Linked DNA regions of Sorghum bicolor: region 2 is linked to region 1. The links are chromatin contacts, called in public HiCAR-type maps. All regions are on one chromosome and are shown on one strand. Each heading gives the region's core, a stretch centred on a gene start, on an enhancer-like site or on the middle of the called end of the contact. The rest is flanking DNA. Distances are from core to core; before and after follow the strand shown. Region 1 holds the start of LOC8065035 (protein FAR1-RELATED SEQUENCE 5). Region 2 holds the start of LOC110431173.

What was found. HiCAR-type assays count read pairs that join an accessible place to other places.
Region 2: a contact with region 1 is called in a HiCAR-type map of leaf, with 9 times the contacts expected there. The contact joins the promoter of LOC110431173 here to the promoter of LOC8065035 in region 1.

What each region holds. Positions count from the first base shown.
Region 1 is chr10:51,086,389-51,090,794 of Sorghum_bicolor_NCBIv3, reverse strand. LOC8065035 (protein FAR1-RELATED SEQUENCE 5) reads right to left here and starts at 1,798. Exons shown (of 5, transcript XM_002437151.2): 1 at 1,697-1,798; 2 at 21-873. The coding sequence starts at 1,798. LOC8079312 reads left to right here and starts at 2,114. Exons shown (of 6, transcript XM_021450418.1): 1 at 2,114-2,356; 2 at 2,908-3,664; 3 at 3,738-3,969. The coding sequence starts at 2,912.
Region 2 is chr10:51,327,059-51,331,454 of Sorghum_bicolor_NCBIv3, reverse strand. LOC110431173 reads right to left here and starts at 2,243. Exons shown (of 3, transcript XM_021449890.1): 1 at 2,132-2,243; 2 at 139-526. The coding sequence starts at 2,243.

The DNA.
Region 1 (4,406 bases), core at 549-3,048:
TTCTCTAAACTTATATATACTATCCAACCAAGTTTGCTTGTTGGCCTTTCTCCTCAGAGTGTTAAATGCTTCTTGAAATGTTTCTTCATCTTCGTACTCATACATGCATGCACTAAAATCTGCGAGAATACTTGGTTCTTTTGGTTCTTCCTTGTTGTCTTTTTTCTTTCTTTTTGGAGGAGTATCTGATTCTTCATCGTCACGTTCAGCGAGATGCCTAACAGCGTTCTGCATAATATGAAAAACACATAGACCATGCCAATATTCTAAAAAGACCTCCTTAACAGCCTTTCCCATTGCTGCATCTTGGTCAGTATATATTGTTTTTGGTTGCTTGCCATTATGTGCGTTTAGGAAGGTCTCAAATAGCCATTTGAAGGACTCAAATGTCTCATCATACATGAGAACGACACCAAAAACTACAGTCTGCCTAAAATGATTGAACCCAAGAAATACTCCAAAAGGCCTACTCTCCTTGTTTGTTCCAAAAGTAGTATCAAAGCTGACAACATCACCAAAATATGCATAGTCAGTGAGCATTTTAGCATCAACCCAAAAAATGTTAGCTATTTGTTCTTCTCGGTCCATTTGCAATGCATATTGGAATGATGGGTTCTCGGCAATTTTTTCTTGAAAATAACTAAGCATGCTTCCAGCTTGACCATATGCCATCTCACGTTGGCGCTTGGCCCTTAAATAGTTCTTGTGGTCTCGAAGAGTGTAGCTGAGATTATGTGAGCCACCAACTTGGATGGAAGCCAACTCATGTGCAGCTTTGGGCCCAATTCCTGCATTGTCAGCCGTCTCAATTTCAAAACCCTGTAGCTCTGAGATTTTTCTCTGGGACGCCAACAAATGTGAAGCTTGTGGCAACTGAAGGATGTGATTGTGTTCCAAAATCACATCGGTCACTTTATAATTTCCCTTCTCTCGGTCCAGTACAAGACTCATGAGAACTCCACAATCGGTTCTAGTTTCTGCTCTTGGAGACTTTATTATACGATTTCTTTTATCTTTCACTCTATGACCCTGATTTGCACAAACAAATCTGTAGGATGTAATCTTTCCATCTGACTTTCTTTTGTTTGTGTACCTTTTTCTAACCTCAAAGCCTTTTTTCCCTCCATAACTAACCCAAAACATCCAGGCCTCATTTGTGTTATTGAATTCCATGCCAACTTGAGGTAACGCATCAGGAATGAAACACTCTCTACAAATAAAAATTAATGATTATAGAAGATACTATATGTGATGCTAAGTACAAATCTTAAAAACTATAGGATCTCATGGATAAAAAGGAATAGTCATGGTGTAACACACCTTTTCTCTTCCATCTTTAATATTCAAATTTAGTTTTGATGCAGATTTTCCATCTCAATGATGCAGATCTTCCATTGAATCAAACCCTAAATAATAGAATGAATCACTAGGGAGGACAAAAGGAACCAAATCAGAGTAAAATGGAATCTGGAATCTAAGCACCTAGGTACCTAAGCACATGCGTGAGGATGCACAGCAATGAGACGATGGTCGGCCGACACTTGAGCACGCAGGACGGGATGACAAGACAATCTCCTTGTGCCTTCCCCTGGCAGCTCCCGCCAAAACATGAGCAAGTGTTGTAACCTGGCGCCAAAAAAGCCTGGAGCCGCGCCAAATAAACACCTCTGCATCGAAAGGAAAAAAAAGACACAACCAGGCCGTCTCTTCGTGGGCCGAGGACCATGCAGTAGGTCGTCTCCTTGCAGCCGTCGGGATTGGAGTGGACGGACCGATTCCAGCGACTGCAGCCAGCCATCGCTGGCACAATATGTTGCCTCCCATAAAACATTGTAATTATTTTCCATAGAAACACTAATTCATTTCGTTTAGATATGCCCGTGATATAGGATGAAAACAGATCGGATGTGGATGAATATTACTGATATCATATTTGTTTCTATATTCAGATTCAAATACGAATAATGTCAACCGATTAAATGTTATAATTTAAATATAAATATTTAGACTCAGATACGAACAGATCTAAACTAAACTAATGTAAACAAAATTTCGTACCGTTTTTGATGCTAACTATCGGCAATCAGCACTTAATTCGAGCCGACACCGTCGCAAAGGGGTTGTGCGTACCCGCACGGCCGCACCACCCCACAGTTCGTCACCGTGGTGGAGCAGTCTCCACTCGCCACAGCCCACCGCCCCCCAAGCCGTCACCTCCTCGCCCGCGGCCGCGTCGCCGGCTTGTCAACAAGCTCGTCTAGATCGGCCGCCGCATCGCGCCACGCCGCCGTCTCTGTGCTCCTCGCCGCGCAGGTCACGCCGCCAGGGAAGCAGGCAGCAGGCAGCAGGCAAGCAGGTGCCGTCTCTTCTTCCATCGCCCAGGCAGAGTCACTTGCATGCGACCTTCGTTTCCTTAGTGACTTTACTATGTACTGTAGCTGGCTAGTCTGCTACCTGTTGACGGCATCAAACGTCAGTGTGTGTGGGTTAACACCGAGCATTTCTGTTTCCGAAATGCGATTTACAGAAACCCCTGTTCTAGAAACTCATTTCGTACAAAATAACCGAAACGGAAAAAAAGTGGTTAATTTTAGGTTCCGGGTTTTGGTATTTCTATGCTTAATAAATCGGCTCCAATTTACTTCCCCCAGCTCAGGGTGGAAAGTGTCAGGCATTTAGGATACATTGAGGTTTACATTTTTATCACATTAATTATTTGGTTACATTGGATCGTTTGTTAGATTGCATGATGCTGTTGGCTACCAATATGATGTTCCCGTAGTATGCAATTTTGCATGCAGGAATAGCCTGGTTGTTGCCCTCTGATTTTGTGTTCCTTTTTTTTTTCCCCTTCATTCAATAATGAGTCATTGGTGGCACTTCTAAGAAAACCCATCTTGAATCTAGGAATATGGTGATGAAGAGCAAGAAAACTGTGTACGGATCATCATGCAAGAAGGGCAAGGTGTTTAGCAGCCTAATTGGTAGACATGGTTCTGAAATAGATCCATGTTATAGACTTTTCCTTGAACATTTAAGCAGAGATGGGAATACATATGTCGTCGATGTGCCAAAGGGCGACCATGGCTTGCCCTTTTCTGTACGGTATGAGGAGGATTGTACGTCCTATGGAAATACTAAGGGCAAAAGTAGCCCAAATTTTCCCAACCGTTCACGGCGCACAAGTTCGGGCATTTCAGATGGCAAACGACCTGATGTAAAAGTGGTCAAGGCTGCCAGCAGAAATGTGAGTTACTCCTTTTCACCAAAGAGATCATATGTGCAAAAGAAGACGACCACGACCTCATCAGTGGATGAATCTTATGAGTTATTTCTGAGCCTTGTGAAGTTCAAGGATGGTTTCATGGTTATTGAGCCAGAACCAGGTGTCACCATTGTATATGAGCGAGAAGAAGATATGCCAGCTGGATATGATGAATGGAGAACTGGCAGTTCCACAAATGAACTGCCTTTGGTGTCTCCACTTGAAAACATGGAGGAAGACTACACCATGCAAAGATATGATCATGGGGTTGCACTGGCTAACGAAATTCCTTCTGAACATGAAATGGCTGCACCTTCTTCAGAGAACATTGATGGTCAGGATATTATTTGCACAGATGAGCGTAGCCTTGTACTTTATGCTGAACCGTCTGATTTAAACGTAAGATTCTTTTGCATAATTTCTGGTTCTCATCAAATGATGCTGCCTGTTCTATAGCTACCTTTTGGCCCAGGCATGTGAAGATGAACAAGCAACACCTCTTGCTATCAGTTACGGTGGTTCATCTACATTTGATGAAAAACTCAATGCTGTTTTAAGTCAACCATATGATCAAAACGAATACGAAGAGCTTTGGAGAAAAGCCACTGACCGGAAGCCTGTGAGCAGACAAAGACACTTGCGAAGTGCATCAAAGCGCTATGTTACAGAGGCAATCGGGTTGTCATATCTCGATTATTACCCAGGTATAATTACGAAGCTTGGTAGGGGAACTTGTTGGTCCTGACTTGTTAATTGAGCACCTTTCTATCCATCTCCAGCCACTATATCCTGCTATCCGTATGAGTTGTGATAAGTAGTCTTGGTTTACGAAAGGAAAAGGCAGATTGATGTAATTTGATCAGGTGGTTGACAAGCATTTAGTAGCCAATTGTTTCATTTTCCATTGAGTTGCATTAGCCAAGTGACATATGCTTTTATCATATAACTCTTACCACATAAGGAAACTCTGGAGGCCTTCAGTCTTTCTCCCATCATATGAATCATTTGCATCCATTTGGAAATGAACTAAGTTTTTTTGTTGTTTAGTTTCATAACCACAATAACATGATATATAGCAACCACAGAGAATAAGACCTTGAACTCTTAGGTAGCTTTAGCTTCGTCCTGGTTTTATTTACCA
Region 2 (4,396 bases), core at 994-3,493, 240 kb before region 1:
AACAGGGAGGCCATTGCATGATGCACGTGAAATACAAGGCTCTCCATTTGCTTCGGTTCGGCTCAATATCCAACCAACCAAAGACACAGACAAATAATGGAACCCATCGAGGATTTGGGAAATTCAGGGTGTACGGACCTGAGACTGAGAGCGGCGGGATCCTGCAGTGCGGGTTCGTCACGGTTCCGACGCCGGACGCGCTCGTCGGCTGCGGCGGCGGTGGGCGGTGACGGCGGCCGGCCATGGGCTCTGTCGCTTGGTCGCGCGAGTCGGCGGCGAGGAGGGGGGGGGGGGGGGGGGGGGGTGCGGTGCGGGGGGCACACCGTGAAGCGGCGGCCGGCGATATCTCGTCGAAGAGAGAGACCCACCCAAGCCGATCGTTGGGCTCGGCCCAGTTGAAACTTTAGGCTGTGGTTGGGTAGGGTCCATGGCTGTAGGGCTACTGGAGCCCATCTGCATGAAATGAAAAGCCCAGCTAGGATTAGGAAGGAGGAGGCGGCCATCCTTGATGACTTGCAGGAGAGTCCTACCATCGCATTATGGTAACATCGGACCAGGAAAAAAAATGGCATAGTGGAATCCGAAAACTGCTGAGTTATTTCAACCGATTACAAGCTATTTATAGAACGTAACAAAGAATCACAACACTCATTTTATTGATATAAACGCATGTACTCAAGTTATGATGACTGAGCACAGTTCCGTCCCTCTTTCCTGTCATTACGGTAACATTCAGGCGAATGTCAGTTTGCACATCTTAAGTCACCTGTACACCATATTGAAATAAAATCAAGGTCAAGGATTCACATTACATTTAAAAGACTTTGTTATTTGTAAATAAGTTACAAAGGCAACACTGGAAAATGGATCAACTAGGACTCAGACTCACCATAACTCCACAGCAGCTTCTGTATCTCTGGTCGATGCAACTAATCAAGCAGAGCCACTTGGCTGATAGCAACTCAATAGAAAGGCGGTACAACCGTGCAGCTGCTCAGATCTACTTCCACTCCCTTCCCCCAGAGGTTTTTAGCTGTATGTCATTATGAAAGATTGACCAAACCAGGATGCCATTAAAAAGTTGTTTCGCATCGCTGTATCCAACTTCATCTTCGGCTATACCCGTATGCCATTTCGTCCATTTTGAAGTCTAACGGCAGTTAAGTGGTCTGGCATTTGACTTGAATGCCCCTGGGCCAATTGGTGTCGACAACAAAATCTTCTTTTCCCTAGTGCCACTGTCTGCCAGTTTTTTTTTCCTTCCCTCTGGTGCTTAGTCAAATTAATTAATTATCTCAGTGATTTTTCCCTTGTGTGACAAAACAAAAAAAAGACCATATTAGACCTTGTTTAGTTTTTTTTTTTTGCAAAATGGACACGGTAGCAATTTTGTTTGTATTTGACAAATATTGTCTAATCATGACTTAACTAGGTTCAAAAGATTCGTCTCACAAATTATGAGTGAACTATGTAATTAGTTTTTATTTTCGTCTATATTTAATGCTCCATACATGCGTCTAAAGATTCAATTTGATGAAAAATCTGAAAAAAATTTGTAAATTTTTTGAACTAAATGAATCACAATATGACCCCGTGATCCGTGCAGATTCTGGGCTCCCAAAAAATTTCAAGATTTTTTATCATATCGAACCTTGTGGCACATGCATAGAATATTAAATTTAGACAAAAACAAAAACTAATTACACAGTTTGTCTGTAAACCGTGAGATGAATCTTTTGACCCTAATTAGTCTATGATTAGATAATATTTGCCATAAACAAACGAAAGTGTTACGGTTCTCAAAATGCAAAATTTTTGCCAACTAAAGCCTTGTTTAGTTCACCCAAAAACCAAAAAGTTTTCAAGATTCCCTGTCACATCGAATCTTTCGACACATGCATGAAGCATTAAATATAGACGAAAATAAAAACTAATTGCATAGTTTAAGTGTAAATCGCGAGACGAATCTTTTGATTTTAGTTAATCCATAATTAGATAATATTTCACACAAACAAACAAAAATGCTACAGTAACGAAATCCAAAATCTTTTCGCATCTAAATAAGGCCTAAACAAGGTCTTAAAATGCAAAACGTTCCGTCCTGGCAGGATCACAGGATTACAATACGTACCTTTCTTCTGCCTGTCTGCTAAAACTTTGTTTTTTTTCGTGTTGCGAACCGCGCCAGCAGCCGAGCACTGAGTGCAGTCAGCGAGCAGGAGCCGCAGCGTCTGGGAGCGCATCCACGTTGGCGGGCCCGCAACGTCAGCGGCCAGGGAGAGCAACACGAGCACGGCAGCGTGTGGTCTATGGACGGGAAGGGCAAAAAGGACATTTTTCTACCCAGGACCCACGTGTCAGACCCCTTAAACGTTACAAAACGAACAGAATGGCAACGAAATGGCACACGGGTATAGTCGAAGATGAAGTTGGACACAGCGGTGCGAAACAATTTTTTAGTGGCCTCCTGGTTTGGTCAATCTTTTATAATGGCATACATGTAAAAAGCTCCTTCCCCCAACTAGCAGCAGTGTCGGTCCTATGATTTTGAAAGCCCTCTCACAAACTCACCGCCACGATCCCTCTAGACCATATATAAAACATCTATAAATTTTCCCAAGTATTAAGAGCATGTATAAGAAACCCAACACTCAATTCTCTCATGGGTCCCTTTTTGAATTAATATATATCTACCTTTATTATCAAGATTTCCCCAAGTTTTAGAATAAATAAATACATCATAAATAAAAGCTTTTTGAGCATCATCAATTGAATTTTCAGGTTGAGAGAAAGACTGTTAATCTTCATTCTCTGTGGCATTATCATTGGCATCAACTTGTCCACTTAAATTATCATTAACTTGCTTTTGTCTTTGTTCTTCAATATCAAGTGCATCTACAGGATTATAATCAGACACAACACCGCCTGAAGCTAAAAAATTATGTATAACACCTTTTTAAAATTCAATAAATTGATCTTTTAGTTTTTTCGTTTTCTTTTCTGAGCCCCTGACAAATGTTTTTAGTATTATTTTTAAGATTCTAACACCTAAATTCGAAGAAAAATATAACTATATGAGTACCAAGTACTAGAAGTCTCAAATACTTAATTTGGATTAAGAAAATGATGAAGGAAAAAAATACCTACAGGCTAGGGCCTGATTGGCTGATGAACTGATACAGTGATGATCGGCTGCAGCCTGCAGATTGCCTAGTCGAGTGATTGCGTTGTCGTCGAGTCTAGAATCCGCCATAGAGTGCTCTGCCCCGATTGCCAGCTTGCTCTGTGTATCCGTGAGACACGAGTCCACGGTGGCTCCGTGAGTCCATGTCTTTGCCTCTTCGGCTACTACGGGTTACGGTGCTCGCGTATACATACTAAACTACTAAAGACTACACAGCGGGGGGAGTAGGGGTCTCTGTATTGTATACCTGGGCCTAGCCCCTCAGTCCCATGGGCCCTTGGCCATCGCACCCTTGACACCTCTCCAGGGTTGGCACCGCTAGCAGCTGTGCTTCCTTTCCTCCTATGCGGCTATGCCCATGTTCTGATCAAGTGTTCCGATGGTGAACATACTGCCATCATGGTGGTCGAGCCACTGGTATCCACATGGGCGAAACTAGAACAAAAGTTTAAGTGACGGTTTATTACTGATGGACCTCTATAGTTATACAAAAGAAAATATAATTTCTTTAGAAATCTAGAAATTGATTGGGTCATGTGTGTTGGGTATTCTTAACATCATTACCAAAAGTAGACTAAGTTCTCTAAATCTAGTAACGGTGCCAAAAATGCCAAACCTATCCCTCACACCACTTAAGCCAAGTTGTCATCCCCAGCATGATATAAGAGATGCGGTATTGAAATATGCAATTGCTCTTCTAAATAAATAATGAATGGGATCTGCAAGCGCACAGATTAATACCGATGCAGCATTTTAACCGGGAAGTATTCCGGGTATCGTTATTTATATTTTTACCACTGGGAAGGGATTAGCAATTATCACTATTGATTACAGAATAGAATATGAGATTGAGCATCTATCATTGCATGTATAATTGAGAACATTATATCTAACTCTTCATACAGGGATAAGTGTCACATAAAAGATATATGAAATAATAATAGTGACAAGGATAACTAATCTGATCTAGCCACATAATAAATATGATAAGCACCTCAATTAGATACTCTAGAAAGTCATTAGCATGGTATTAGAACGAACTACAAGAATATTTCCTAAGTTATTCTTAACTATATAGTCTAGCATTATCATAGTTAGTGCAAGCATACTTAGCAATCATTGCGAGACAAGACTACGCCCATGCATAGTGATATTAGCGAGGAATATGAGAAACATAGCAATCACTCCCCTGTAATAATGTTGCTCTGCCAG